Regions from separate parts of the Mus musculus genome. Here all the other regions are linked to region 4. The links are chromatin contacts, called in public Hi-C, HiChIP or PLAC-seq, Micro-C and promoter capture Hi-C maps. All regions are on one chromosome and are shown on one strand. Each heading gives the region's core, a stretch centred on a gene start, on an enhancer-like site or on the middle of the called end of the contact. The rest is flanking DNA. Distances are from core to core; before and after follow the strand shown.

Region 1 (4,339 bases), core at 782-3,281, 430 kb after region 4:
GGGACTGTGTTTGGAGCACATGAACTTGTGTGTGTGTGTGTGTGTGTGTGTGTGTGTGTGTGTGTGTGTGTGTGTGTGACACATCAAGCCATTACAGACCACAGTGCTGCTTTGCCCTGGGCTTCCGGAATGAAACATATCTAGATGTCTGTCAACTGAAGACTGTTCCCTGGGCTCTTCCTTCTGCCCAGAACCATCTTTTCTGTAGAACTGAGTCTTGCTTCTACATTCCTCCATCTCAAACCTCCCCCATGTGCCTCTTCCTCAGGCAAATCTGAACCAGCTCATGTCAGCTTACAATAGAGACCTGGTCCTGTTTCTACAAAGTCCTGACTTCATTCCGAAGCCTTACATTGTCTGTAATTATCTATTTGTGTGACTCTGTAAATCACACCTGTTTTCCTTGTCTGACTCTAAGCTCGATGATGCATAAAATGACATTATTCCATTTTGTTTCCACACAGTTGCCAGCACCTGATGCATTCGACACCAGGATCCTCAAGAAATATTTGAGAGTTTTCTAGTAGCTGCCCCACAGGCTTCCTTTGCTCTTTGCCCTGGAATGAGATGACCCACACTAACTACAAGGGGCTCCACATATAGCTTGAAAATTCCTGTTTCCTGAGCTTGAAACACTCCTGTTTTGGAAGCATTTTCCCTTTAAACTTTTTAGTGGAATATTCTGGGGCTGACAGTAAAGGCTCCCATAGTAAGACACACATGGATCTCTTTCTGTCTTAGATGAAATGGCTTGTAAACGTGTCTAATGAGGACATTGAATGCTCTTTAGACCTCTCCCTCTCTCCTCCCTCTCCTGTTCATGTGTGCATGCATGTGTGTGCATGTATATGTTGGAAGGTGTGTTTGGAACTTCTTACAAATTCAGGACAGGTCTCCTCATGACCTCATGATGGAGATAATACCTGAGGTACAGGGATCTGAGAATGATGGGTGATGCTGGCCATTTTGACTCCGAAACCATTCCCAGCTCTTTGCTCAACCCACCCCTTCAACTCTCCTGTGTTGTGATGCCCTATACATCAAAGAGGACAATAAGAAAGAGGGGAGCTTTGTATCTCCTCAGTCTTCTCCTCAGACATGTTCCCCAGATTCTGAGGTATGCAAGGCTCTGTTCCTTCCCCCTACATTTTGCCAGAGTTCCCAGCTGCATCTTACAATAATGGCTACCTCTCCAGTCTGAGGTCAGGACATCCATCTTGTATAACTTCTTTGTAGGACCAGGCCTCTTATTGGCAGCTGAATGTTCAGCAGTCAGCCCAGTGCCTCGGGCACAGTTGGTAACAAAATCTTTTTTGAGTCTATGTGGGTCCTGTCTCTTATTCTCTTCTGAATCTTCTTGTGCAGAATTCCTGTTATGTGGGCTTTCCCTACACCTGTGGTTCAATACTTTGATCTGATAAGATGGTGTTAACCCTATTAAAAAGAAGTTACTTTTGCAGTTTGGCACCTGTGGATGCAGGAACTTCTGCTAGCTGGTTTATTATTAGATATGGCCCTCTCCATCCCCTCAGTTTCCTTGAGCCCTCAGTGTGAGGGGTGCGTGATGTCAAAGCTAATGAACGCCAAAAGCTGGATTTGAACTTCCCCTTGTCCCAAACTTCCAAGCCCATTCTACCATTAATTCCTCTGAAATTCTCCCTGGATCTGAGCCCCTGAGTGCCAATGGCATGCCACACAGTGGTATACAACCCTCTCGACAAGCCATTGTCAGCGTGTCTGGGATTTAGTGGGTGGTGACCATCTAAGGGATGGGCAAGGGATGGGCTAACTTTCCTTTGCTGTGTGGATCAGGATGCAAGATAGACTTCTCTCCCCACCCCCAAATATACCCGTCCTCCTGGGGCCATTCAGCTGACAGCTGTGGAGAGGACAGCATGCTGAAAAGGGGTCCATAATTTCCCTCTGGCAAGAGACCGAGGTTCAACTTTGGAGAGGACAATTAGTGTTCTCTCAGCTGGAACAATGGGGGTAGCAACAGATGCTTCTTGTCCCAGGGACTCTGGGAGCCGCAGCCTCCTGCTAATGGGATGCTTTCTTCTTCCCAGCCCAGGAAACCTGGCAGCTATGCCAGGGTTGAGAGGGGGCGGGCTGGCTGCAGGCTGGTAGCAGTGTCTCTGTCAGAGTAAGCCTGAGGACAGACACCCCTCAGAGCAGCCACCACTCTCCTCAGATGGTGACCCCACCACACCGATTTCCTCTTAGGTGAGGATATGCCCAGAATCACTCTTCTATCAACTAGGGTTGGACACTTTCAGAATGTGTTGACAAATAAGTACAAGCCAGACATCCAGGGTCAATTGATGTGAGCTTGAATCCCAGCATTGCCCTTGGAAAAATCCTTAACAATTAGTAATCTGCAATTCCTCCATTTCTAAAATGAGAGAGATAATAGTCTATACATGGCAAATTTGTCGGGAGAGAAGAAATCAACCAAAGTATGGAAAAATCTGACTTTACATTGGATATGGTAAAAATGGCTTTGGGGAGCTCTATTTATGCAGGACTTCCGTGGGGCTTGTGGTGTAGCCCCATGGTAGCACATGGTCCTAGGTTTAAACTTCAGCAAGTGGCACATGTGGGGAGGATGGGAGACAGGGAGGAAGGGAGAAAGAGTAAGGGAAGGGGGCTGTGCTGTGTCAAGGAGGTCCTAATGATTTGGGAGATGTTTGAAGGAGAGAGCCTCTGAGAAATCCCCCTGGTCAGTTACACTCTGCTGACGCCTGATATTTCAGGGAATAAGAAAAGTATCTTGGGTACATTTATTAGCAGAATTGTGAGAACGTTTTCAAGAACAAATCAGCTGCTAATAGGTTAATCAGCCAATGAGTGACTCCAAGTGTATCGAATTGTTTTGCCAGGCTATCTGACATCTCTAAAGACTTTGAATGGGGCTTCATTTGCCTATCTTACTATGAAGATGTCGGAATTATAAAATGAGCACTGGATGCTTGGCAATCCTCATCTGTGATATTTTTATTGTTTTTTATGATGGAAATAAACGTTTTAAAAGCCATCTCTGTATCAACTGGCATCTACTGCTAGTAGAAACTTCTCTGACCAAGTTTGAGAGCAGCAATAACCTATGGCTATAAGGATAAGAATTCCAAAGGTAATCAAATTATCATGGATACTGTTGTATCAAATTATTTAAAATCCTGGCTGGGGGCTTCTACCCCGCCTTAAACCAATTAGTTTCAGAATGAAAGACACACTCACAGCCTTTATATTTACAATAAGCCTTAATCAGCACAATAGCTGGGCAGCTGCCTCCCCTCCATGCTGTTAGAATCTATTTTCCTATTGATATCCCCTAGTTATTATTTATTATTTACTATGCTCCATCTGGGCTGCTCTTAGCTCCAATTGGGCTGCCTTGAGTGCTATGCACTCTTGACCTTTAACTCATGGCAGCTTCTCAGTCCTCCTTTCCTGCATATTCTTCTCTTCTTTCTCTGAACCCAAGCCCGAGAAACCTAAACCCCACCTATGTCTCTTCTGCTCACCTATTGGCTGTCAGAATCTTTATTTTCCAATTAGAAACAACTTAGGTACAGGGTCTCTCAGTGTCTTATATGCAGACTCTCTTATCTCTGGGACAGCCAGTTTTGTTTTGTTTTGTTTTGTTTTGAGGGGGGGCATCAAATTTGTATTGGAATGCAAGCAGCATTAGGCCAAACCCACTACAGGTTACTACCTCAATTCATCAATATGGAAGTAGTAGATTGTCCCCTAGGATCTATGAGCACTCCAACTACAGGTTCTTGGCCAGGTGTATGGTGCTAAGCCTGAGTTCCCTCCTATTGAGTAGGTTTTACATCCAACCAGATAACCATTGAATTAATTGTCAAATTGTGGAGTGATTCTCTCCAAATGGGGAGTCTATATTGTACTCCTGTCCCTAAGGTTTGGGGAACATTGTGGAAGAGGGCACAAGAAGATTGTAAGGGTTAGAGGACCAGGAGGACTGTCATGAAAGACTGTTTTCTGGCTGTGACAGGGGTATTGTACCCATGTCACAACAGCTGTGGTTGTCTACAAAAGAACTGTGAAAGACCACACAAGTTCCCCCAAGACCCTAGTTTTACTTGAAGAGCCTCAGGTAGTCAAACACTGCTGGGGCGGAGTCAGTTTCCTTCGGGAATACAGTCACTGGTAGGTTGTCCATGCACCAATGCTCAGCCCTACAGCCATGTCTCTAGGACCACATCAGGCTGTATGTAAAAAGAAAAAGAGGGAGAGGGAGAGGGAGAGGGAGAGGGAGAGGAAGAGGAAGAGGAAGAGGAAGAGGAAGAGGAAGAGGAGGCACGAAGTTAAGATG
Region 2 (4,417 bases), core at 401-2,900, 270 kb before region 4:
TCTGACCTGACTATTCCTGCCAGTTTGGCTATGGGGTGGCGTCCATGGCACCAGTGACAATTGACTGCACAGGCTCTTCATTTCTCTTCTAATTACTCTGCTCGCTGCCCCTCTGACCACAAGGCTGCTTTGGCCATCTCTGCTTTCTCAGTAGCTCTGGTCATGGTCTCCTCCCGTTCTGCCAACCCAACCTCACATATTTCCTGTCTTCCAGGAACTGTAGACAAAGCAAGTCTTTGGTTAACCAATGTAGGTATGCATTCATTTTTTTCCTTTTCAAACATGGCTTTTTCTTTGGAGAAATTCGGAGCAGCGCTGATCGATGGGTATACCTCAGTTGTAGTATTGATCCAATTCATTTTCCTGCTAATTCTAGGGTGTAAGACATGTTTCTATGGAGATGTAGGGGCCAGCAAGGGAGGGAGGAACGGAAGGTGCAGGAAACAGGTACCAATGGAGAAATTATGGGCCTTAAGGAACATGAGGGGTTAAGCTCAAGGCTAAAAGCTAGCGCTGCTCTGGGATGGACTAGGGGAGAGGTCAAGGCAGGTGACAGAGGTGGATGGTCTTGCAGGTTTGGCTGTGGGCAATAAGCACGCCCCCAGCGCTCCACTCCCTCTGTGTTGTATTAGTCAGGGTTCTCTGGAGATATGACTAATAGAGCATTGCACACAGAGGGATGAGAGAGGGTGCTTATTATTATTATGCTTATTATTATTATTATGACATGAACCTGGGTAGGTTCATGTTAGGTGACCCTGCCTTCTGAGACCCAGATCTCTCTGTCACTGACCTGGGTGTGGGATGTTGTAAGCACTCCACTGTGAATGGCATGGAGGGGAGGATGCTGGAAACAGGTGTTTGTGTGTGTGTGTGTGTGTGTGTGTGTACACTATGGTGTATTTGGTTGGGCACTTCCAGATATTTCACTCCTTCCTAGTTATAGAAAACACCATAGCGTTAAAATCGAGACAGAGAGAGCGATTGTCTTAGGGGAATATGTTGCCTCTGGGTAGATAGTGAAGACCTTTCTTCCATCTCTTTGAGGCCCTTCCTCCAGAGTCTTTGCATTTCCTTAGTCCCCATTTCTCTCCCCTCCTCCCACAGGTGAGGTCTGACAGTCATCCACATGGGTTCAATCAGAGTCCCAGATGCCTGCTTCTGGAAAGGACAAGATGGCTTTCCTACTGCTGTTTTAGACTATCTTCCTGTCCCCAGGGCATCCGGCTTCCAAGTGGAAACCTCTTGGAGCCGGGATCCCCTGCTGCAGCAGCTGAGTCCATTCAAGCATAACCATGTTTCTTGTTGGCTGCATGACCAGCATTTTCTGGGGGGCATGTATAGCTTCGCCCAGTGGGTGAACCAGGCAACCATGCCCCCTCTTATCCCTGACAGATGGAGGGGCTAGTTGGGATGTCCAGGCTTGGCCTAAGGTACTCACCTCAGCAGGTGAGAAGTCTACCTTGGCATTTAAAACCTTCCCCACAGGAACTTGTCTTCGCCAGCCCCAAATTCCAGAATCCATTTCCCGATGGCCCCTGAGCATTGCTGACTGAGTTTGCTCGGCTCCTAGAAAGCAGGGGCTGTTCAAACAGAAGTTGGTGTGTTCAGCGAGGGAAGCGCTTTGAGTGGACCCGTCTGCACTTCCAGCTGCCTGGGCTGTGTCTGCAGTTTGTTTGCACCCTTCCCATCCGTGACGGGATGCTTCAGAGGATCCCAAGCAGAACACAGACTCGGGAGACTCTGGTCCCGGAGGGAACATGGTGGAGATCTTCAGTATGTGGCTCACCCCCACCCCACCCCACCCCACCCCCAAATTCTTCTCTTCCCCTTATTTAATTTTTTCCCCCAGAAAACTGAGTGATTTTATAGGCTTTTCTCTGCATGTATTAAACAAATTGCACAGCTGAATAGCTGTTCTTAAAACCTGGATATTCACCAAAAAGAAGTTTGCCAGCACAGACAATTAAGCTTTCTTCTTTGAACAATGCTGTGACTGACTGGCACATTTGAAATGCGAGCGTGTTTTTTTATTCCACTGTTCATCCTTCAAGCTGATAAACAGCAACAATGGGAAACAGCTGGGACGGGAAAACATTTGAGTTTGTATTTTCAAAGCAAGCGAAAGAAATCCGACAGTGCGGGCCAGATCCCGTCTTCCGCCTGAGGGCCAGCCGGCATTTGGGGAGGAAAAAAAATACTATACATATTTCTAATCAAACATTACATATTTATTAATGTGCAGCTGGTGCATTGTATTCCGAGGGTAGCTGGGGGGGGTGTCTTCCCCCCACCCCCATGCCACCCGCCTTGTTCCTCTAACGTGTCTCGTCTGGTAGGCTGGTATTGTTCTGAAACTGACATTACTTTATAAGAATCCAGAGCTGGGCACATTTAATACAAGTCATAGAGACAGTTGCTCACCGAGAGGTTGTGTGACTGTCGGCGCCATTTGAGCCTGAGTTTCTGTTTGGGGAGCTGATGGGTTAGCAGCAGGGGTATCTTTAGATGGTACAGTCAGCATGCCACATATGGAGCCCTCCTCCCCCCCAGTGCCTTGATGCCATCCCTGTTTGGCACATTGGTCCTTTCTTTGGAGGCCACAGCTCCTGCCCTCCTGGCTGTATTCTCATAAGCGTGGGAGTAGATTCATTTGGATGTGTGTGGAGATTAACCTTGCTGTGCACTTCATCGGATCCAGCAAGGGCTGGATCTGTTCATTAGGTGGGGAGGCCCACCTTGTCAATTTCCATTGAGTGCTGGAATGAGCGATCACTTTATCATCGTTTGTCAGCAGCCTGGCAGGTTCTCCTCAGCTGTGACTCCTCCCGGGCCTGCTGTCATAACTTCATTGGCTTTATGGCAGCCGCTGATTTCCCTCTGGTGATTGTCAAATGAATCTACTTTGCCTTAATATTGGTAAAACCCTAACCGTAAACGACCGAAGAGACAAACTGTGAAACACCAGCCGTGGAATGTTCCTGTCAAACAATCTCTACCTCTCTGGAAACCATCATCCCCACCCACATTTTAAAATCCACTTATACTGAGCAACGGAGGAATGGGCCTCTTAGAGCTTTGCAGAATTGCAGCTAAGACTTTCGCCTTCCTCCAGCCCTAGGAGCCCCCCAAAACACTGTGTTTAGAGAAGACTCTCTGTCAGGGAAAGGGGACACATGAGTACTGGAACCTTGCTAAGTCAGGCTTTTGTGGAAATTAAGTCCAGGTTCTTCTTCACTGCCCATGCTCCCAGAAATAAGACTTGGACTCAAAATGTATTTATGAATACCTTGGTCATATAGCTAGGCTCTTCTCTAACTAGATTGTAACTCCCATTAACCCATTTATTTTAACCTGCATTCTGCCATGTGGCTGGTCACCTGTGTTCAGGTACCATCTATCCATCTCCTCACATCTTTCCTGGGCTTGACCAGAATTCTTTCGGCCCTCCAGATGTCCCACCTTCTATCTCCTGCGCAAGCCATAGACCACAGGGTTTTTAATTGACAAGTGATGCATCCATATAAGAAAGACATTCACTCTATAGGCTTCTCCCCCTTGGACCTCAGTTTCCCATGTGTTTAATGGGACGAGCCAGTGAGAACTAAAGACTCTCATCTTGGTTCACATTGGGGCAGCCATGGAAATGGGTGAGAGGGTGGGGAAGTGATTGCCACCAGCTGGAGGGCTCACAGCTCCGTGTAGGGAAGCCACCGGCTCGTAGACAGCCAAATGAGAAAGAAGAGTTCTACATTTTTATCATCAATTGTTCTCATTTCTATAATGGTTATCTCACTTTGGAAAAATAAACTGTCTGCTGGCTCTGTCATTCTGATGATGGCTGCTTAGATAGCCAGTGTCCTTGGGTGTTTCACATGGGTCCCACTGGTAGGCCAAGGCTTGGGACAAGGAGGCATGTCCTGTTCTGTGGGTGAGGAGGTGGAAGTAGAAAGGGAAACCTACCCAAAGCTCTCTGCTGTTCAGGAATAGACTTCCAGGAACCGAGAGATCTTCAGACAGGAGAACTTGGCCTTCATGGAAAACATGACTTGTGCTTGAAGACAGTGTTCTGCCTAGAAATAAATTTGTACTAGCCTTGACAATTACACCTGATTTCTGGACTTTCCCTACTCTGTCATCTGTCCTGAGTTCCAAACCTGTGTGCTTTCCTTAAGAAAGGAGATAATGATGAGGGTAGCTGCTGACCGAGAAAGGAAGTCAGGGGGAGAGTTGGGGGCTCTCCTCACTTCCACAGTAGCTTTTCCTGAAGCCTGGTGTCTGCCGTAGGCTTTCAGGGCCCTTGGAGAAAGTGAGCTGGCTTTTCTGTTCCCCAGCGCAGCCCTTTAGCCCTCTAGATTGCCTCTTGTTTATCCAAAGCGAATTAGCTCCTTAATAAACATCTGTGGGATAGATGCTT
Region 3 (4,473 bases), core at 1,937-4,436, 310 kb after region 4:
GCCCAGTCTTGCAGTGATCTACGCTCTCATTGTCAAGCGGTTGCTTCTCCAGATGCTAGGTTCACATGATGGGGCCACAACATACCTCCAGCTCTGCATTTCCTTCTCTCTTTTTGCCAACTATACTGTCCTACTTCCTAAATCCCCCTCCCTCATTGCTATGGAGAGTCTTAATCACAACTTTCTCAAAAGAACAAGGTTATTGGGAAATGGAATGAACAGCTTAGCGTGTAGAAACCCTACCAGGCAAACCTGACAACCTGCATTAGCACCCTAGAGCCATTGTTAAAAGCTGGGTGCAGCCCAGCTAGGCTGGAGTGAGCCATGTTGCAGCGGAAACAAGAGAGGTCTAGCCTCAGCTAGTTGGAAGTCAAGAACTGGCTCTAAGAAATTGTCTTCTGACCTTCACACTCATGGCACATGCGTGTTCACACTCACATGCAGGCCTCAAATAAATAATTTAAAAAGCAAACAGGATTAGTGTCCACAAAGGAATTGAACAAATATAAATATTAATTAATTGATTTAATGCGGGACTAGGTAAGTTGGGAAAGCTGGGTTGAAGCACCATTTTGGAATTAAATACCTGGCATTGTGAAAATAATACTGGATTACGAGTGCCAGTTTAGCTACAAGGACAGATATGGTGTGAGGATGAGCTTGCAACCTTAAGTTAGTTTTCCTACCAACAGGAGTAATTTTCAACCCTTCCAAACAAAACCATCTCTGAATTCATTGTAACTTTCTGGAGTTCAGTATCATAATCAATAATAAGGAGCATGGCAAATGTAGGCAAGGTGGCAAGCTACGGTTCATAGGCCGAGTTGGAGAACAACAACGTTGAAAAAAACCACTTCAAGTTCTGGAAGCATTACTCTAAGACAGGAATAGGTATAGAGCAGGTACTATATATGACCCAATGTGTGTGTGTGTGTGTGTGTGGTGTGTGTGAAAGGTCATAGGCATTGGGTCCATGTCGAGCTGTAGTCACAGACAGTTGTAAGCCTCCTGTCATGCAGGCTGGACATTGAACTCAAGTCCTCTGCAAGAGAAATGTGAACTCTTAACTTTGAGCTACCTCTTAGCTTAAGTATGGCCAGCTTAAGATGTTTTTCTAGTCCTAATTCTGCCTTGGGTTTTTGTTTGGCTGTTGTCGTGATGGATAAGCTGGAACTGAAGCAGAAACCACAGTGATGATCACTGAGTCACTGCCCAGGTCCTCACAACAAGGTTTCTTAGCGGACCCCTGCCTGGAGATGCCCACAGTGAGCTCTGTCTACTAAAAATCAAGAAAATGCCCCACAGACAAGTCCACAGTCAAATCTTATGGAGACACACTCCCAACTGCAACACTCTTAGATCAGACTGACAACTTAAATTAACTAGCTACAAGAGATGGTTAGTAACTTTCTCCTGAAAACCACCATCTGTCGCCAATGTGCAAAGGTGCTGGCTGTCCATCTCAAGGGGGTTTCCAGTCTCATCACTGTTTACACCCTGGAAAGGAGAATGGCATCAAGATAAAAAACAGCATGCATTGATATGGAGATGCCCACGAGGTGCTCAGCGGTGGGCACGGTGCGTGTGCTTCTGGGCTCATGGAGCATGAGGCTGGAACTTGGTCAGAAAGCTTCAGTGTTAGGGTATTTAGAGTTCAGTGTAGGGATATTTGAGTGTCTATCAGTTTCCTTGCCTTCACAGGAGGTGTAAATTTGAACTCCATAAACATTTGGGGACTCAAGGGTTTTGTGGGAACAATCTGATCTTCAGGAAGCCATAGCCCAGTAAAACTCGGTAAGCTCATGGGCTTTGATGCTGAGAAGGCTCTGAGAAGTTCTATATCTTAACTGCTTAGCCCACCCTGGAGATTAGAGGTGAGAGATAGCATTGTTAGTAAGGGATGAAAGGAAAGGGCTGGAGATACTAGTCTGGACCACCAAACTGAGAAATATTCCTGAGAAATGAGTGTTTGCTTCCAAAAATTGGTGGCCGAGGACAAGCAATGCCCTAGAAATTTGCTTGACTCAGTTATGGACATTAACTCCAAACTCCAAACTAAAGAGAAATGACCTGAAGCATTGCTGATCTGGTATAAGTCCTGAACTCTGCTGTGCTGGGCACGGTAATCATCTCTGAGCTTTGGTTTCTTCCTTTGTAAACTAGAAACAACGACATCAGGGAAAGCATGTAACAAACACTCTGACACAGTGGCCAGTTGAGAGCGCTCAGGCATACTGTGTTCAGTTCTTACCATGTATTTTATCTTGCATTCTTCATGTTCCTTAATGGTAGAAATCAAAGCATAACATGAAACCTATAATACAGTCAATAGGAAAATGATATCAATAGATTCATTGAACAAAGTTGAGATTTAAATCCCTTTCTAGGGCTGGCAAGATGACTCAGAGGGTTAAGGGGCTTGCTGCCAAGACTGACAACCTGAGTTCCATCCTTAGGACTCACATGGTGGAAAATGAGAATTAATCCTGCAAGCTGTTTTTGATCTTCCCAGGTATATTACATGTCTTAGTCAGGGTTTTACTACTGTGAACAGACACCATGACCAAGGCAAGTCTTATAAAAAAAACAACATTCAATTGGGGCTGGCTTACAGGTTCAGAGGTTCAGTCCATTATCATCAAGGTGGGAGCATGGCAGTATCCAGGCAGGCGTGGCACAGCAGGAGCTGAGTTCTAACTCTTCATCCAAAGGCTGCTAGTGGAAGACTGACTTCCAGGCAACTAGGGTGAGGATCTTATGCCCACACCCACGGTGACACACCTACTCTAACCAGCTCACACCTATTCCAGCAAGGCCACACCTCCAAATGGTGCCACTCCCTGGTCCAAGGTACCTCCAACTCTTGCACACATATACACAGGAAGTAAATCAGCATAACTAAGATCATTTAAAGCCATTTCCAAAGGCGTTCTCTTCTGTGGTATCTCAGGTACCCCAGGAACGAAAGCTTTGTTTCCTGAGATTCAAGAGCTGTGTGCTCTGTTGCCACACCAAGGCTCGGACTAATTTTCAGTTTTCCTTGATGGGCTGGTTGGCAGCAGCTTTGCTCCGAGGGAGGGTAGACAGCAGTGGGAGAATCCTTGGCTCCTCGGTGGCTTGGGCAGGAGATACAGCCCTGGCCTGTTTACTGAAACTTTCTTGTGACAGTCCATTTCTGCTTCCTCTAAGCAACCACGTTTATGGGCTTTGCCCATGTAGGGTTGTTTCCCTGTCTTCTATTCCAGTTCTCAGACTTCAAGTTTAGTTCATCCTTCCTCTGGTGCTCTACCACACTGGAATTGTCTCTGAGTACTTGAGGTCTGGGTCCCAGGTGACTTACTTGTTCTCCAGCAGTTCTGGCCACTTAGGAACCATTCATTTCCTTAGGTAATAAATATCCTTGTGTTCTTCCCCGCTGTCCAGCATAGATCTGAGCATCTGGCTGATAGCTATTAAGTAGATAACAATTAATATCTCAGTAAATTGAAACTTTACAGGTACACTTTAAAAAAAGATTTATTCACTAGGTATATGACCACTTTATTTGCATGTATGCCTGCATGACAGAAGAGGGCATAAGATTCCATTTATAGATGGTTGTGAGCCACCATGCAGTTGCTGGGAATTGAACTCAGGACCTCTGGATGAGTAGCCAGTGGTCTTAACCACTTGGCCATCTCTCCAGCTCCACAAGTGCACTTTAAACAAACTGTTTATTTTTTTAAAAAAAATTCATAGGACACAGGTACTAAAACTGCCCCAAACCTACTATGAATAAAACTCTTTCCTTGTATTAGACAGCCCGGCCAGCACCTGTAAGAAGTAAGGTTATATTGTTATTTCTTTACTCGGCATAGAATTTCTTTAGTTTCAGACGTGTACTCCACTAGTTATGAGATCCCATGACAGAGCACACATGGAGAATATCTGTATGTCTGTTCCAAGGATAGCTCACTCCCTTGTAATACAGCAAGAGCGCCGATGGCCAAGGCACAAGAGTGGCTCCACTCACCCTCACCAGGCCTAGCTAAATGGGGAAGCAGTCACAAGGAGATCTTGAGTTTAACTACACTTGACTTCAGAGCCTCTGATTTCCAGAGATGGAAAACGAAATCACTGCCTTGCCTCACAGTGATCTTCATGGACAGACGAATGTTAGTGTAATGGAAGTCCTGGTCATCAGACCATCAGACCCTGCACAAGAGAGCTGACTTAGGATGCAGTCACCACGATTGTGAAGACAAGGCAGAAACAGATTTCACGATACTTTGCATGGGAACATTTATAATAATGGAAATTTCATGGGTTAAATTAATTCCTCTTAAATGGATCACAAATTCTAACTATTGGGAATGAAATTAATAGCCCTGAGATTATTTTATGCCTAGGCTGATTGAAAAGCTAGATGTTTATTCAATATGCACATAGCTTGCTACATCTTGAGTAAAATGATACAATATGTTTGGACAAGGT
Region 4 (4,359 bases), core at 865-3,364:
AAAAATAGTCCGAGTGGTTGCTGCGGCCTTGGCTAATTTCATCTGGTTTTACCCTCAAACCGGTTCTTTTGGGGTGGGAAACTGGGTGTGTTTCAAGGGATCCTTCCAGAGGACTCAGAGAATCACACTGGTGAGGCTTCGAGCTTCCAAAGGTGCTGGGCAAAACAGTTGCCTTAATGGCTCTCAGATCGCCTGAAAAAATGTCCAGGTGTCTCACGCCAGGATTGCCCTCTCCCAACAGCGAGGAGGAAGTAAGCTGTCGATCCCTTGTCGCTCTGGCTCTGCCTGCGCGTACCCGCACCCAGAGCCGCTCAGAGCCAGGCCTCTGGGGACGGAGCCTGCGATGTGGGGCTCCAGCGCCCGCAGAGCGTAGTGGCCAGAGGTGCGGATCTCAGGTCACGCTTCCGAGCTCTGCTGGGGTGCAGCTCCTTCCTCCACGCCCGGGATCGAGGATTCCCGAAGGGCAGCCGGGGCCGCCGAGCCTCGGGTCTGGTCACTCTCCAACCGACGCAGCGGAGAGTCAGGCACAAAGTCCGGTGACCCCGGAACCGAGCGTAGCCTCTGGCCTGGGAGCTCGGAAACTCTGCCCTAGAACAGTTCAGGTCAAGCTGGGGTCGGAGGGGGTCTTCCCTCAGTGACCCCAGTTCCCTGCGCGGGTCTCTCCCATTCTAGGCCACAGTTCCCGCACACAAACTTTTCCCTACTCATTCAGTCCTTTCGGAACCCTGCCTTCATTGCTCGGCTGGCTCCAGGGGTCTGGCGGGCTAATACCCGGGACCCAAGAAAGTGTCTAATGACCCTTACCAGAACGGGTCCCGAAGGATGGGACTCCATAATACGTGGGGTGCACACATCCAAGCCCGACTTTGACGGGTTATGGGTGCAAGTGTGGAAAGAAACGACAGGAGAACAAACTTGGGAAGCCGGACCAAGCGACACTTCCCTGTCCCTAAGTCAGTCTCCAGAGCGACCGGCAGCACTCGGCCGCGACCCCAGGATGTCGCTCCTCCACCCCAACCCCCAGTTCTCACGGCTCGGAACCCCCAAAGGTACCATGTTTCGCCCGCTAGCCAAGTGGGAACGAGAGTTTGGGGGGGGGGTGGGTACGGAGAGCTCCCCACGCGCTCGGCGTTCAGCCACCCGGACGAAGTAAACTTCTTTAACGTTGGCCGCAGGGCTGGGCGGTGAGGCCCAGGCGACAGAGGCCCAGCCCGGGGACCCGGGTGGCGCGCGGGGAGCGGGAGAGAGCTCGCGTGGGCAGCTCCAGATGGCCTCTGCCCGAGAGATCGCCCCTCGGGGCGGCAGGGTCGTGGCCGCGGCTTCTCCGACCCTCTGGGCGGAGGAGCGAGCCGGCCAGTCGACCCTACTCCGCCCAGTCGAGGACACGGAACTCCGGAAAGCTCCAGCCGGGATAGGCTGGCTCTCCCGGGACAGGGGAAGCCTGGCCCGGCAAATTGAAATCGAGGAAGCATGAAATAAAATCAGACGCGCCGAGTGCAGAAGGCGAAAGCGGCGGTGGGCGCGGGGCCCGCCGCGTGTGCGTGGGTCCGAGTGTGCGTGTGAGTGCGTGTCTGTGTGTCCGCGGCGCCGGCCGGAGCACTCACCATCTCGCCGGGGGAGCGAGGCCACTTCGGGGTCGGATTGGAAATGTTGAGGCTTCGCTTGCTTCCTCCGCGACATGCTGGCTCAAACATCAGCTGGGGCAGAATAAAAAATTACTAAAAAAAAATCTTCTCAAAATTACGGAAATCGAGCGGCGGCGGCGGCGGCTCCCCCCGCCCGCCGGCCCGCCCGCCCCCTCCCCGGCTCCCCGGCCCCGGGCACAGCGCGCATGTGTCCTGCTATAATTATGATTATCAATAATGCATTGCGATTAATCATAGAGGGGCTCTTTGAAAGGCGATTGGCACCGGGCCAGCGCTATTCAAACCCGCTCGCCTTAATCAATTAGTTCGTGATTTGCTGCAGACCCCTGTCTCTCCGCGCGCTGGCCCAATAAGCCGGCCGCGGGGCTGGCTCTGCGCGCCGCGCCGCCCGACTCTTGGTTAACCCTCTTGGCGACCGCCGGGGACTCCGCGGCCCGGCCGCCGGGGGCCTGCCTCCTCGCCACTGCGCGCCCAGCGCCCCGGCCGGCGCCCCCCGCTCGTTCCCCTCCCCCCTCCCCCGCCCTCCATCCCGGGCTGGGCCGACCCGAATTAGCATGCTCGCCCGGGAGCCTAGCGGAGCAGGGCCGCGTGGGGGTGGGGCTGGCGGCGGGGGCTGGGGACCCAGGCTGCGGGCGAGCGGCGAACTTCCTAACTCCCGCGCTGCGTACTGGCCCGCGAGGGGGAGGGAGTCCCGTGGCGGGACGGGGTAGGAGAGGGCGCCCCATTTCGTGAGTGTTCCTTCATTTTCTTTAAGAGCTACCAGAAAGCAGCCCACCCCCACTCTCATAAAAAAAAAAAAGCGAGTGGGGAAGAGCCAGCCCCACGCCAGTCCGCCTCCCGCTCGCTGCCGGGCCTCCCTCCCGCCTGCCCGCCGCCTGGCTCGGAGATCCTTCGCCCAGAGTTCTCCACTCTCAGGATCCCGGGCTCGCGGGGGTGCGGAGAAGAGGACCCAGGAAAGGTTTGGGGACGTGATGGGTTTGGGGCTTGGGGGGAGGGGCAGTTTTCTCGCCACCCCATCCTCTCCCTGCCTGGGAGCGGCGACCCTCCAGCCTCTTGCTGGCTCCTTAGCTCCCTTTCTCTACCTTGGACATTCCCGGGACAATTAGGGCTGAAGTTTTCGGGAGAAGCGCCCCGAGCCCGTGGGATAAGGGGGCGGCTCGGCTCCGCCCAGGACCCCCTCCCGAACCTCCCCCCGGCCGCCCCGGTTGGCTGCAGGGCGCGTCACTCCGCGGGGAGGCGGCGGCCACCGTGGCGCCGCCAAGCTCCGGGCGGGTGGAGAGCAAGGACCTGCCTGAGCTCCGAGTTCAGCTTCTGCGGGAGGGAGGGGAGGGGCGCAGCTAATTCTGTGCTAAGCAGCGCTCCCCTGGCCTGGGTGGTGCTGCTGGAGCCAGACCCTAGGCACCGCCTCTACCCTGGACCCTAGTGCTCCGTGTCCTAGGGGTGGAGGCCGCCACCTCGTCGCAGACGAGGTGGCTACCCGGAGTGAGTGAGCATGGAGGGGGGGTCCTGTTCGTTGCCCTGCTAGCTACGCCGTGACTCGCCTTCACTTTTCCGACACTTGCTACGTGCGGCGCCCAAACTTTTCTCTCCATCTCTCTCTGTTTCTCTCCCAGAGCTGGGAGCCAGCCTCTCTTACCCGCTCACGGGACCCAGGGATCCGGGCCCTGTACTCCCTCTTCCGGGTTTGGGCGCCTGCGAACCTGAGGCTTGGTCCTCGGCTTAGTTTAGACCTCCTCCTGCCTCGGGGTTTCCGCTCGCCGAGGTTCCCGAAGTCCTGCACCCGAAGGACTAAACTAACTAAACTTCGGCTGAGTAATGGGGGTGGAGGCGGGGGAGGGGTGCAGATACACAATCCTTGCCCTATCTCGCGATCAGGAGAGGAGAGGGCTCATAAGGACGCCCCAATTCTGGAGCGCCTTTGAGTCTGGATCGTGACACAGTCGGCTCGCGCGAAGTGGGCACTAGCCTTCACAGCAGAGCCTTGGAACTCAGGACCCATGTCGCACTCTCTTAAATGGCTTTTAGCCCCTTTCCACGGTTCTTTTTCCCCTAATCTTTTGTGTGCTAGTTGAAAGTATCTTTTTATGTCTGCTGACTTTATACTTCTTGGTTTAACTTCTGCCTTCTTTCCTTCTCCCCGTCCATCCTTCCTCTCTCTCTTTTTTTTTTTATTTTGTCCTTGCTCTCCCACCCCTCGCGCGTCTCCCTGGTCTCCGGCTCTCTCCCGCATCTCGCTCTTCCCTTCTCTCCAGGTTCTGTTGGGTACTGTAGATTTTGATAAAAAGACAAACGAAGCTATCAGTGGCTCTGATGTTGAAGAATGAAGATAATAATGTTTCCATAGGTGGTGTTTCAAATGCCATTATTTCTCACTGAATATTTAAAGAGATCTCTCGGCAAAGATGGATTTGCGCGCTCCTGGGGTGCTAGCCGCTTACTTTCCCCAAACCCCCGGGAACGTGATCAGACCGGAACACTTTTAAATCTAGCACTCTCCCCTACCCCGCAAATCGGAGCGCTTGAAAACACACCAACGTGCACCCCTCAGGGTGCACCGAAGCTTCCAGGCGCACCTTTCTTCCTTGAATCTGCCGGTATTTAGAGCCGCCCTCAACAGTCTTTAACATTCTTGGCTTCTTGAAAGTCCTGGCCTCCGGGCAATCCAGTGGCCAGAAACCCAGTGGAGCTGGCGGTCCTACAAGCCCTTCTCGGG
Region 5 (4,484 bases), core at 1,674-4,173, 350 kb before region 4:
GTTAAGTACAGATGTGGAGTAAGCAGAAAAATATAAAATAAACACAGGACTTGGTGAGGCCTGGGGTAGCCCCCCTGGGAGGTTCAGAACAAACAGGGTCTATGACAGGGGCATGCCAGCACCACTAAGAAATGTTTCCTTCAGTACCCACTGTGAGTCACTCAATAGCTCCTAAAAGGCTATCTGGATGCAGTCTAGAGAGGGCTGCACCCAATTCAATAGCCATGCATTGGGGGTGGGGGGAGTCCTACACATATAGTAAGGGGATTAGGTGAGACAGCTTGGGATCACACAACCAGGCTAAAAACCCTTCCTGCTGCTCTAGGCACAAGGACCCACCTGGCCCTGATGCAGCATGCTATGGTGACAGCGCGTTCCCCTTCTCAGTTCTTTCAACATGCCGTGCACTTCCTGTTCCCTTTGGGGTGTTCCCTCAGCCCCTGCTGACATTCATCATTGCTCTCTTACTTTGCAGGAGCCCTTCTCAGGCTGCTTCGGAGTGCACCTCTCCCTTCTCAGAGTTCTTAGACTGTTCTTCTCCTAACTGTAACTGAGCTGTCAACACGGAACACGGAACACGGGGGGTGGGGGGTGGGGGGTGGGGGCAGTACTCTTCTCCCCTTCCCCAGGAAGGCAGATCAGGCATTCCTGTTCTCTACTTAGATGTGTTTCCTGGTAGCTGCTCAGCTACTTAACCTGATCTGCATGGAGCCAAGCCCAGGTTGGGTGGGACAGGCTGAGGGCAGGGAAGCAAGAGGTTATCAATGGGGTCTGGAGTCATCTGAAAAGATGGCTGGTAGAGTTTGCACTTGGGCTGGGCCTTACTTGAAGGGAAGATTGTGGAGGCCTAGGAAGCACTTTAGTCAGAGATACCACTTAAACTCAGGCGAAGAAACAGCTGTGTAACTGAGGGAAACTATTTTCCCTCTCTGGACCTTAATCTCCCTTCCATAAAACAAGACACCGGAAAGATGAAGAACTGCAAATAGTATCTAGTATGACAATAACATCATTTTTGTGTGTCAGACCATGGCGGCTATTTTATCTCTTGAGCCTGAACGCACAGCTTCAGCATCGTTCTAGGCAGCTCAGTTCTAGGCAGCCAGTACCGACTGACCTGGAATGGCGACTAAGAAGAGCCTGCAAGTAAGGTTTGGATGAGCTGGTGATCTTGGATGAAGTCAGGCCCTTATCCTGATTCAGTGAGCATGTGTCAGCGGGGGTGGGGGTGGGGATAAGTGAGGTACATGGTTACTGATAGTGCAGTGGCAAACCCTACTGAAGCAGAGCATTCAACTATACAAGATGTCACTATCAGAAAGGACATAAAGATGCTTCAGCCAGGAGCGGCAAATCACATCTCCAGGAGCCTAAGGACAATGAGCATGAGAGAAAGGATCTGAGGAGAGAAAACAGAGTGGGGGAAGGACTCTGACAATCTGGAGAAAATAAGTCTGCTTGACCCACTAAAAGATTCCCAAGTCTACTTCCTCAACTCTGTCCTCTTCCTTGTTGGATGGGGCCAAGCAAAATGTTCTCCCACACAGCCAGATTGGATCTCTGAATCATGCCAGTGTCATGGGAGAATCCAGATCTATAGGGGAATGTTGTTGTCTAAGGCCACTGTGTGTCACTATTGATTTATATCATGTGGCTAGAGCTTGGGAAATTGGGAACAGGATATATGTATACCAGTGAAAGACAGGAAAGAGTTGAGGCTTCAGTTTTCAGAAGATACCAATTTCATCATGGTTGATTTCAGCAGGGAGAGGAGTTGTGAGTTAATACTGTTAGCAATCACCCATGTGTCTGTCTGCTTCTGTGTTAGTGGTTTTCATTGTTTGGATTTTCAGAAACATGGTAGTCTTCACTGGGGAAATTTGTGTCATGATTAAACACACACACACACACACACACACACACACACACACACACACACACACACACCCCTCCTTCTCAGTATTAATCACCTTCTCCCATAATTAGTAGTTAAAATGTCAAAGGAGAAGGAATTAATTAAGAGAACTATCCAGTGAAGCAAGTCATGTGCTGCCAGGCTCTGGGGCTGATTATAAAAAGAGTTTCTTTAAATATTTTGAACACTTTTGGGAGTCAGAATCCTTCCGTCTAATTGAAAGATCCTTCATTATACCCTTAATTCTGGCTGGTGGCCAGGGATGCAGTCCCGGGTAAGGTAGAGGGTGGAAAGCCTTTCTTTATCCTTAGGAGACTCTCTCCACCCTTGGAGAGGATGGCCACAGAAGTTTAAAAAAACAGCAGGTGTCCCAGACGCCATCTGAGGACAGAAAGAGCTTCAGTTTGTACAGAGTCTACTGTTAGGAGATACTATATAGCATTTCACAATAATCCGGTAAAACAGGTGGTACTAACACCTCCGTTCTACAGACGAGGAAATTGAGGCTTAGGATGGTTGGGAGTTCCCCGTGTTACATGTTGACAAACTGAGAAAGAAAACATTGACTCTAGGTGTAATTCTAAGCTTTGTTCTTTCAATGGAATTCTGAAAATTATTCTCAGTTCTTCTCTGGATCGCTTCCCACCCTAGTTTTGACAGCTAAGCCAAGAGACAAGACCCGCGCAAGGAGGGTGGAGCTAAGAGCACAGCGCCCCGCCCAGGCGTGGTTTCAGCCAATGGTGACATGACACTGGCGGCCTTTCGCCCAATCAGCCATCGCTCCTCGCCCCCACCCTTTCTCCTCTGCCCCGCCCCTTCGCTTTCCCTTTGCCTCCACCGAGCTTGACCGAGCGGAAAGTCCCTTCAGCCAGCACCCTGCCAGCAGCCATTGGAGGAAGGTCTGTTACAAGAAAACCCAATCAGAGCGCACGCAGGGTCGGATCTCTGAATACGATTGGCTAGCGCGGCATCTACCCTCTCCGCCTCCGCTCCTCCCTCCCCGCGGGCAGTTCGGAGGCGGGGCAGGTGGGGGCGGGCCCAGGTAGCAGGTTCGGCTGCGCGGGGGCCCGCGCGCCTGAGGTAAATACTGGGGTGGTGGGTGTGGGGCGCCCGGCCGGCCCGGGACGCTGGTTCTGAAGCCCGGGGCTGCGGCGCTGAGCGGCGGCCGAGGCGGGTGAGTGTGCGCGGCCGCGCGGCTGACGCTAGGTCCCCAGTGTTCCTGCTCTGCCTCAGGCGCCCTGAAGCGCGGAGGCGACCGTCGGGCCTCAGCGCCCGCCCGTTAGCTGCCCCGGGCCGACGAGCTTCTGACGTCAACCGCGGTTGTCACCTCCAGCCTGCCCGAGGGCTCCCGACTCGCGGGACTCCTGCACCACAGGGCTTGGGTAGGAGCAGTGCAGGACTCCGTCTTTCTCTCTGGCCCGCCGTCGTGGACAGATGGGGAAACTGAGGCCGGGACCCTGCCTGGCTCCCAACGGCTGCAGGAGGCAGGGAGAATCTCGGGTTATGGTACCTCACGTCTGTGCTGTTTTGTGGGGTGTTGGTGGCTCCGCTCCCGGAAGAGCAGTCTGGCCTCGCTAATGGCGTGTTCTGCTTTTTCTTTCAGTTTCTCTGGTCTGGAGGGAGGGGGGAGGAGAGAGGATGGTTTTGCACAGTTGTGTAGTTGGAAGGTGCATCCTGTTGAGACAGGTACCTTGTTTTTCCTTTTATTATTATGGTCAGCCTTGGAGGAGACCGCCAAGTCGCGAATGATCATGGTCTGGAACTGAGTTCATCTGGGTCAGCTGCCAGGTTATTCATGTCCTTGGCATCTTTTTCTATTCCACCCCTTGGCATTTGCATGTTTTAGGGGTTTGTCATCCTCTAGCCACCAAGCCTTGCAATCTCCCAACCCCCACTATCCCCGCCACCTTCCTCTTTTTGATTTTCCCTGGAAAGTTGTCTCCTTAGAGGAGCATTCATTCATACCTTGCTGTGGTGTGTGTGTGTGTGTGTGTGTGTGTGTCTGTGTGTGTCTGTGTTGGGGCTAATCAGGGATTCCTAATAAGATTGCTCATTTTTGTAATCATTGGCTCCAGAGAAGAATGCAGGCATCAAGAGGGCGTGCATTCAAACATCAGTCTCTTGCACACCCCCTCATACCTCAAGTAGGTTGAATGGCCCCAAGAATTTAGCCTGCTGCTCCCCGCTGGGTAGTGGGTGGATTTGCACTAGAACAGTATTGAAGGAAAGTGATTTGCTGGAAATTCTTAGTGAAGTTCATGTAATTTGAATGTTGACAGTACCCAGAACATTCTCTAATGTTCTGCTGCAAAATTTTAAGGTATTCTTTAAAAAAAAAAAAAAAAGCCTTGTTTGGACTGGAAACTTTTGAGATGAGCTGATAAGACCAGGAACTTGTTATGTAAAAATGACATATTAAACAGAAGATACCTAAACTGTGGTTAAGTGATTTAAGGAAGTCTTTAATACATGAAGAAAGAGCAGTAATTATCCTGCCCATCAATCTATACTTAGTGTTTTGCTCCTGGTGTTTATACTGTCATCTTACATTTTTAGTTTCAAATGAAGC
Region 6 (4,300 bases), core at 1,242-3,741, 470 kb after region 4:
CCTACGGAGTTTATGGGAGCCCAGGAACCCACACCATATACAACTTAATCCTCATGTTTATGTCTGGGACTATATTAAATGCCATCTGCCTAACCATTTGCCATGTTATAAATTAAGGCGACATCAACAATGCTATAACACCAAGGAGCTCTGCTGTCTTCCAGTTTGATATTAAATGGCTTTTGTTGCCAAACTCTCCTTACAAACATGAAAAGAACAGTTGTGAGCCTTCTGGAGGAGCAGATGGTCTCTGATGCAGGCTTTCTGAAAGTTACAGGGCTCACATCTTTGCCGTGCAGTCAGCTCTGTAGTTTGCTGTTGGAAAGTGTATGGGTTGGCCCTCACAATGTTGAATTCCCTATGTGAAGTTATGTGCGTTAAAGAACACCTAGGAATCTCAGAAGTAGAATGAGAATAATTTCTACATGATTCAAATGAGGAACACACAGCTTAGCTCCTTCCTTGATTCATGGAAAGGATATATTTCCTGTGACCTGGTGTATACATTCATACATACCCACATACATGACTCAAAGTATTCATTAAGCAAAGCAAACCCTTGCAACGGACTATATACACTTTGATGCGTTCCTCTCCAATAAATCTAGTCTATTGCCTTTTTTTATTTTACAACCAATTCTGTAAATTAATTTTAGTCTTATTAAAGACTTCCCACCTCCAGACTTAAAAAATAAATTCCCACACTGAAGTGGTTCATTTAAATGAAAAAAAATATGATTGGCATCTGAGCTCTGCAGTAAATGCTAGCTGGCATGATTGTTTTAGATGTTATCAACCATGGCAAAGTGACATGAAAAGTTAGAGGATTGAACACTGTCAATCTTTCTCCTCCTTTTCCCAGAATCCAATGGGATTCTATCTCTGAGGGGCATCCAGTAACAAAGACTGCGGCATTTCTCTCTCTGCAATGGCCACACCAACATACTGTACTTACCTTACGTGTGGGGACCCAAAAGGCTCTTCGCCCCCAGCCCCTTTCAACTCTGACAAGGTCTTTCTTCCTCTTCATTTCTCTGCTAGCTCTGAGTCCCCAGATGGTTGGTGTCCAGAGCAGGAACCTGCTCCTTAGCCAGAGGTTGTGAATTTGAAAAAAAGAAAGCAGGGATCTGGGGGCGGGGGTGGAGGGGTGGGGGATGGGGGATGGGGGAGAGAAGGGGTGGAGCAAGTTGGAGAGGGAAAGTGAAAAGGGTAATGATGTAATTATACTATAACCTCAAAAAAAAAAAAGAGAGATAAATAACAGCAACAAGCAACAAACTAGTTCCAGGTCACTTCCTCTTCCCCTCCAGCACTTCCTGGAATTTTCTCTGAAAGCTTCTCTTGCTGGTTCACATTCCAGTCTCCAGTTGGCTTATGGGAGAGCCCAGCTGGAACCTCCCACTTGCTCTGTCTGTCCCTGTAGAGCCTGCCTTAAGAAGTCATGGCTTTTGTCCCCTTTCCACTTCCTCTTGTGGTGGGAAACTTCCTAGCCTCCACAAGCCTGTGTGCCTAAGGCGTCAAGTCATGTGGTCACCTAGGCACCCATCTTATCTTTTTATTTTTTCCCTTTTTCGTCTCAACCAAATAAACAAAGTGTTGTGGTTCTAAACATGGAAGACATTTATTTGCCTGTCTTTCTTACAACATATCTAATATCCTGAAGGTCTAGCAGGCCACCCCCCTCTATCACTCACAGGAGCACCCACAACACTACATTTTCTTCAGACACAAACCATCTCTTGTATTGGGCTCGTGTCTGTGATAATGACGCAGGTGAATTTTATCATTCCTTTCACTCCAAGCGTAATGAACAAATTCACTGCGTATTACTTTGGACTTGATCTCTAGCAAAACACTACTGGAACAAACAATTTGATTTGTCAACACCTTTCCAAGGGCTCCTCAATCAATGTCACAAATCCAAATTTAAACAGCAAAGTACATTTGACTGCAAGACCCTGGACTGATTATAGCTCCGAGTTCAGAGAATTGCTCCAGACAGGGCAGCAATCAGATTATTAACTCCACTTGAAAATACTCTCTGCTGTCTGGCATTAGCATGCATATTTTGATATAGATCGATAAGCAATCTCCTCTCTATAAGAAATGCCTGCAACATTCATTTGGCTGATCAAAGGTAGATATCAGCTGCCTGTGACAGCTAGCTATTGTTACCCTGCTTTCTTTACAGAAGAGCTTCTATTAAAAAAAAAAATCCCTGGCTCTTTTTCAGCTAATAGTGAAAGCCGAGAGAGCGGCAGAATCCCATCTCCTCCCAGACACTGAAACACAATTAGTGCAAGGGAGATTTTGGTCTTCTCTGAGCTAACTTAGCCATTTCCCTTGCGTTCACTGACAAGAAAGAGCAAGCTTCTCTCCCTTCTTTGCCTATTTCCCTCCATCCTCACTTATTTTCCTTTAGAGTAAAGGGCTCCAGTCTGGGAAAGTCAGAAAGGTACCACCTACCCATGGCCATCTGGTGTTTCCCTAGTGAGGTCAAAGTTCAGAGGTTAAGACCTTAATCTTATTCTAAACTAGTTAGCTCAGGTTTGGATCCTGGGTGGTGGCCTAGAATTGACGGATGGCTTTGGAGGCTATTTATTTAACCCCTAACTTCTCTCTCTACCTGATTTTGTTATAAAATGTCCATTTTCTTTTTTCTTTTTTTCTTTTTTTTGAAAACCATTATTTATTCATACTTTCCATCTTTTAAAAATCCACTTCGAGGTCTTTTCTCCTCATCTAAACTTCGCCTGAGCAAATCAATATAAAAACCAAATTTTACTGACTAAATCCCTCTCTTCTGCCCAAAGGTCTCAAAAAACAAAACTCAAGATTGTTTCTGCCACTTTACAGATTAATGGCGCGGGCTGCACACTTATTTCAGCTTCCACTTACGAAACAGAAATCTCCCTGCAGCTATACATACGCACACGTTATGACAATACATCACTGGTTAAGTGCCTGGGCACACACCACCCAGAGCCACCCAGAGCCACCCACCCAGGCAGGCCACACTGCAATCCTTGAGCCCTGGGTTTAGGAGAACCATTTGAATTCTGCTCATCTATGTCTACTGGATTTGAATTTTAAAAACTCTCTGTATTGTGTTCTAATTCAAGGAAATGATTGTTTTAAAGATGAGTCTTGGGGCTGTCTCCCACACCATCTCATGTCAGAATCCTCTCATCTGCCCTTAGAACATGTCAGCATGGCTCTCTCAGGGTATGACGTCCATAGAAGCCGCAAAGGCAAGTTTTGATGTGCACACATGTGCACGTTCTTCCCAAGACCGTGCCTGCTCATTTCCTGCTGCCTAGGTGATGATGTAATCTTTGGAGTTATGTGATTTGTTTCAAAACCTTAATGATCTGAATTGACTATAAGTGGGGCTGTGGGGAGGGGAATACATACCCAGCTAGGGAAAATCCACACCAAGGTATGGCTTAAAATAAACATGCTTAGGGGTTGGAGAGTTGGCACTGGCTGCTCTTCCAGAGGTCCCGAGTTCAATTCTCAGCAACCACACGGTGACTTACAATCATCTGTAATGAGTTCTGAAGCCCTCTTCTGGTGTGCAGGTATACACGCAGATAGAATACTCATATACATAAAATAAATAAATTAATTTAAAAAAACAAAACATGTTTGGCATAGAGAGGGACTATCTGGGTGCCTGCTACCAAAGACTGTTCTAACTGGTAGAAAAGTATGCATCCATTTCTAATTTATAACGAAAAAAATGTATCCTTGAAATATTTCAGCCACCTTCCGTCTGGGCAAAGTTAAGCTCAGATCCTACCTAGTCACACGGATGCTCTGTGAGACGTGCAGTGCCTACGTTTAATGTCACCAACCCAAATCATCTCCACGGGGGGAGCTGTGTATTCCCATTTTACAGGTGAGGAATCTGGATTTCAAGGGATTCATTTAATATCCCAGTGGTTTTCATGAAGACTTTACTGACTTCCGAAGGCAGAGAGAAGAGAGAAAAGAGATATGCTTAAGCTGCCATTGCGTGCCTGATGGTGGAAGGACCGAGCTACTGTCTAAGAAAGGCCAGGCAGAGGACACTATGAAATGATGCTTGTCGTTGTTGTTAATCTGATTTGTTGTTTGTTTATTTTTGAAAACAATGAAATGCATTCTATCTAGTAATATAGGTGAATTATGCCCACAGGTCTCAGATTCTAACATGCTTATTGGAACTAAAGTACACTATATTTTTGAATGGATCCTAATTATGTTTAGGCAGAACACGTAGTTCCTGTAATTAAATTTGATGGAAATATATGTAAAC

What was found. Promoter capture Hi-C pulls out the DNA fragments that hold promoters and counts their contacts. Hi-C and Micro-C count contacts between places; a contact is called where the count stands out from the background. HiChIP or PLAC-seq counts read pairs in DNA pulled down with a chosen protein or histone mark.
Region 1: a contact with region 4 is called in a Hi-C map of cortical glia, with 1.9 times the contacts expected there. The contact joins the enhancer-like site here to the promoter of Sall1 in region 4. A contact is called at or near these places in 9 of 39 promoter capture datasets (cranial neural crest, embryonic stem cells, epiblast stem cells and 5 more), 1 of 15 datasets of contacts at CTCF or cohesin (stem cell-derived epiblast-like cells), 9 of 484 Hi-C or Micro-C datasets (cerebellum, cortical glia, differentiating embryonic stem cells and 4 more), 29 of 115 datasets of contacts at active chromatin or transcription factors (VIP interneurons, astrocytes, craniofacial prominence and 18 more) and 1 of 9 other capture datasets (embryonic stem cells).
Region 2: a contact with region 4 is called in an H3K4me3 HiChIP or PLAC-seq map of forebrain, with 2.6 times the contacts expected there. The contact joins the enhancer-like site here to the promoter of Sall1 in region 4. A contact is called at or near these places in 2 of 39 promoter capture datasets (cranial neural crest and liver), 1 of 484 Hi-C or Micro-C datasets (embryonic stem cells) and 8 of 115 datasets of contacts at active chromatin or transcription factors (VIP interneurons, craniofacial prominence, embryonic forebrain and 5 more).
Region 3: an H3K4me3 HiChIP or PLAC-seq map of microglia shows a contact between it and region 4, with 4 times the contacts expected there. The contact joins the enhancer-like site here to the promoter of Sall1 in region 4. A contact is called at or near these places in 11 of 39 promoter capture datasets (3T3-L1-derived adipocytes, the HPC-7 cell line, cranial neural crest and 7 more), 1 of 484 Hi-C or Micro-C datasets (liver) and 14 of 115 datasets of contacts at active chromatin or transcription factors (craniofacial prominence, embryonic basal ganglia, embryonic forebrain and 9 more).
Region 5: a contact with region 4 is called in a Micro-C map of embryonic stem cells, with 4 times the contacts expected there. The contact joins the promoter of Cyld here to the promoter of Sall1 in region 4. A contact is called at or near these places in 4 of 39 promoter capture datasets (cranial neural crest, hippocampal neurons, liver and 1 more) and 4 of 484 Hi-C or Micro-C datasets (cardiomyocytes, embryonic stem cells and uterus).
Region 6: a promoter capture Hi-C map of liver shows a contact between it and region 4, with 4 times the contacts expected there. The contact joins the enhancer-like site here to the promoter of Sall1 in region 4. A contact is called at or near these places in 11 of 39 promoter capture datasets (the 3T3-L1 cell line, the HPC-7 cell line, cranial neural crest and 7 more), 2 of 484 Hi-C or Micro-C datasets (liver and uterus), 17 of 115 datasets of contacts at active chromatin or transcription factors (VIP interneurons, craniofacial prominence, differentiating embryonic stem cells and 12 more) and 1 of 9 other capture datasets (embryonic stem cells).

Annotation. Positions count from the first base shown.
Region 1 is chr8:89,475,135-89,479,473 of GRCm38.p6, forward strand. No RefSeq gene overlaps it. Among named protein-coding and RNA genes, the nearest start is that of Gm35593, 50 kb to the left of the region's middle. Within about 2 kb of position 2,032, at least 9 of the 459 cell types and tissues checked have an H3K27ac peak or open chromatin away from gene starts, as enhancers often do. A contact at or near this core is called in VIP interneurons and cortical glia, where this site is marked.
Region 2 is chr8:88,773,116-88,777,532 of GRCm38.p6, forward strand. No RefSeq gene overlaps it. Among named protein-coding and RNA genes, the nearest start is that of Gm42034, 65 kb to the right of the region's middle. Within about 2 kb of position 1,651, at least 22 of the 459 cell types and tissues checked have an H3K27ac peak or open chromatin away from gene starts, as enhancers often do. A contact at or near this core is called in VIP interneurons and forebrain, where this site is marked.
Region 3 is chr8:89,350,820-89,355,292 of GRCm38.p6, forward strand. No RefSeq gene overlaps it. Among named protein-coding and RNA genes, the nearest start is that of Gm35593, 74 kb to the right of the region's middle. Within about 2 kb of position 3,187, at least 2 of the 459 cell types and tissues checked have an H3K27ac peak or open chromatin away from gene starts, as enhancers often do. A contact at or near this core is called in microglia, where this site is marked.
Region 4 is chr8:89,040,748-89,045,106 of GRCm38.p6, forward strand. It overlaps Sall1 (spalt like transcription factor 1), which reads right to left and starts at 2,115. Exons shown (of 3, transcript NM_001371070.1): 1 at 1,605-2,115. The coding sequence starts at 1,680. It overlaps Gm3134 (predicted gene 3134), which reads left to right and starts at 496. Exons shown (of 3, transcript NR_166639.1): 1 at 496-1,049.
Region 5 is chr8:88,694,105-88,698,588 of GRCm38.p6, forward strand. Cyld (CYLD lysine 63 deubiquitinase) reads left to right here and starts at 2,924. Exons shown (of 17, transcript NM_173369.3): 1 at 2,924-2,995.
Region 6 is chr8:89,514,305-89,518,604 of GRCm38.p6, forward strand. No RefSeq gene overlaps it. Among named protein-coding and RNA genes, the nearest start is that of Gm26331, 73 kb to the right of the region's middle. Within about 2 kb of position 2,492, at least 6 of the 459 cell types and tissues checked have an H3K27ac peak or open chromatin away from gene starts, as enhancers often do. A contact at or near this core is called in liver, where this site is marked.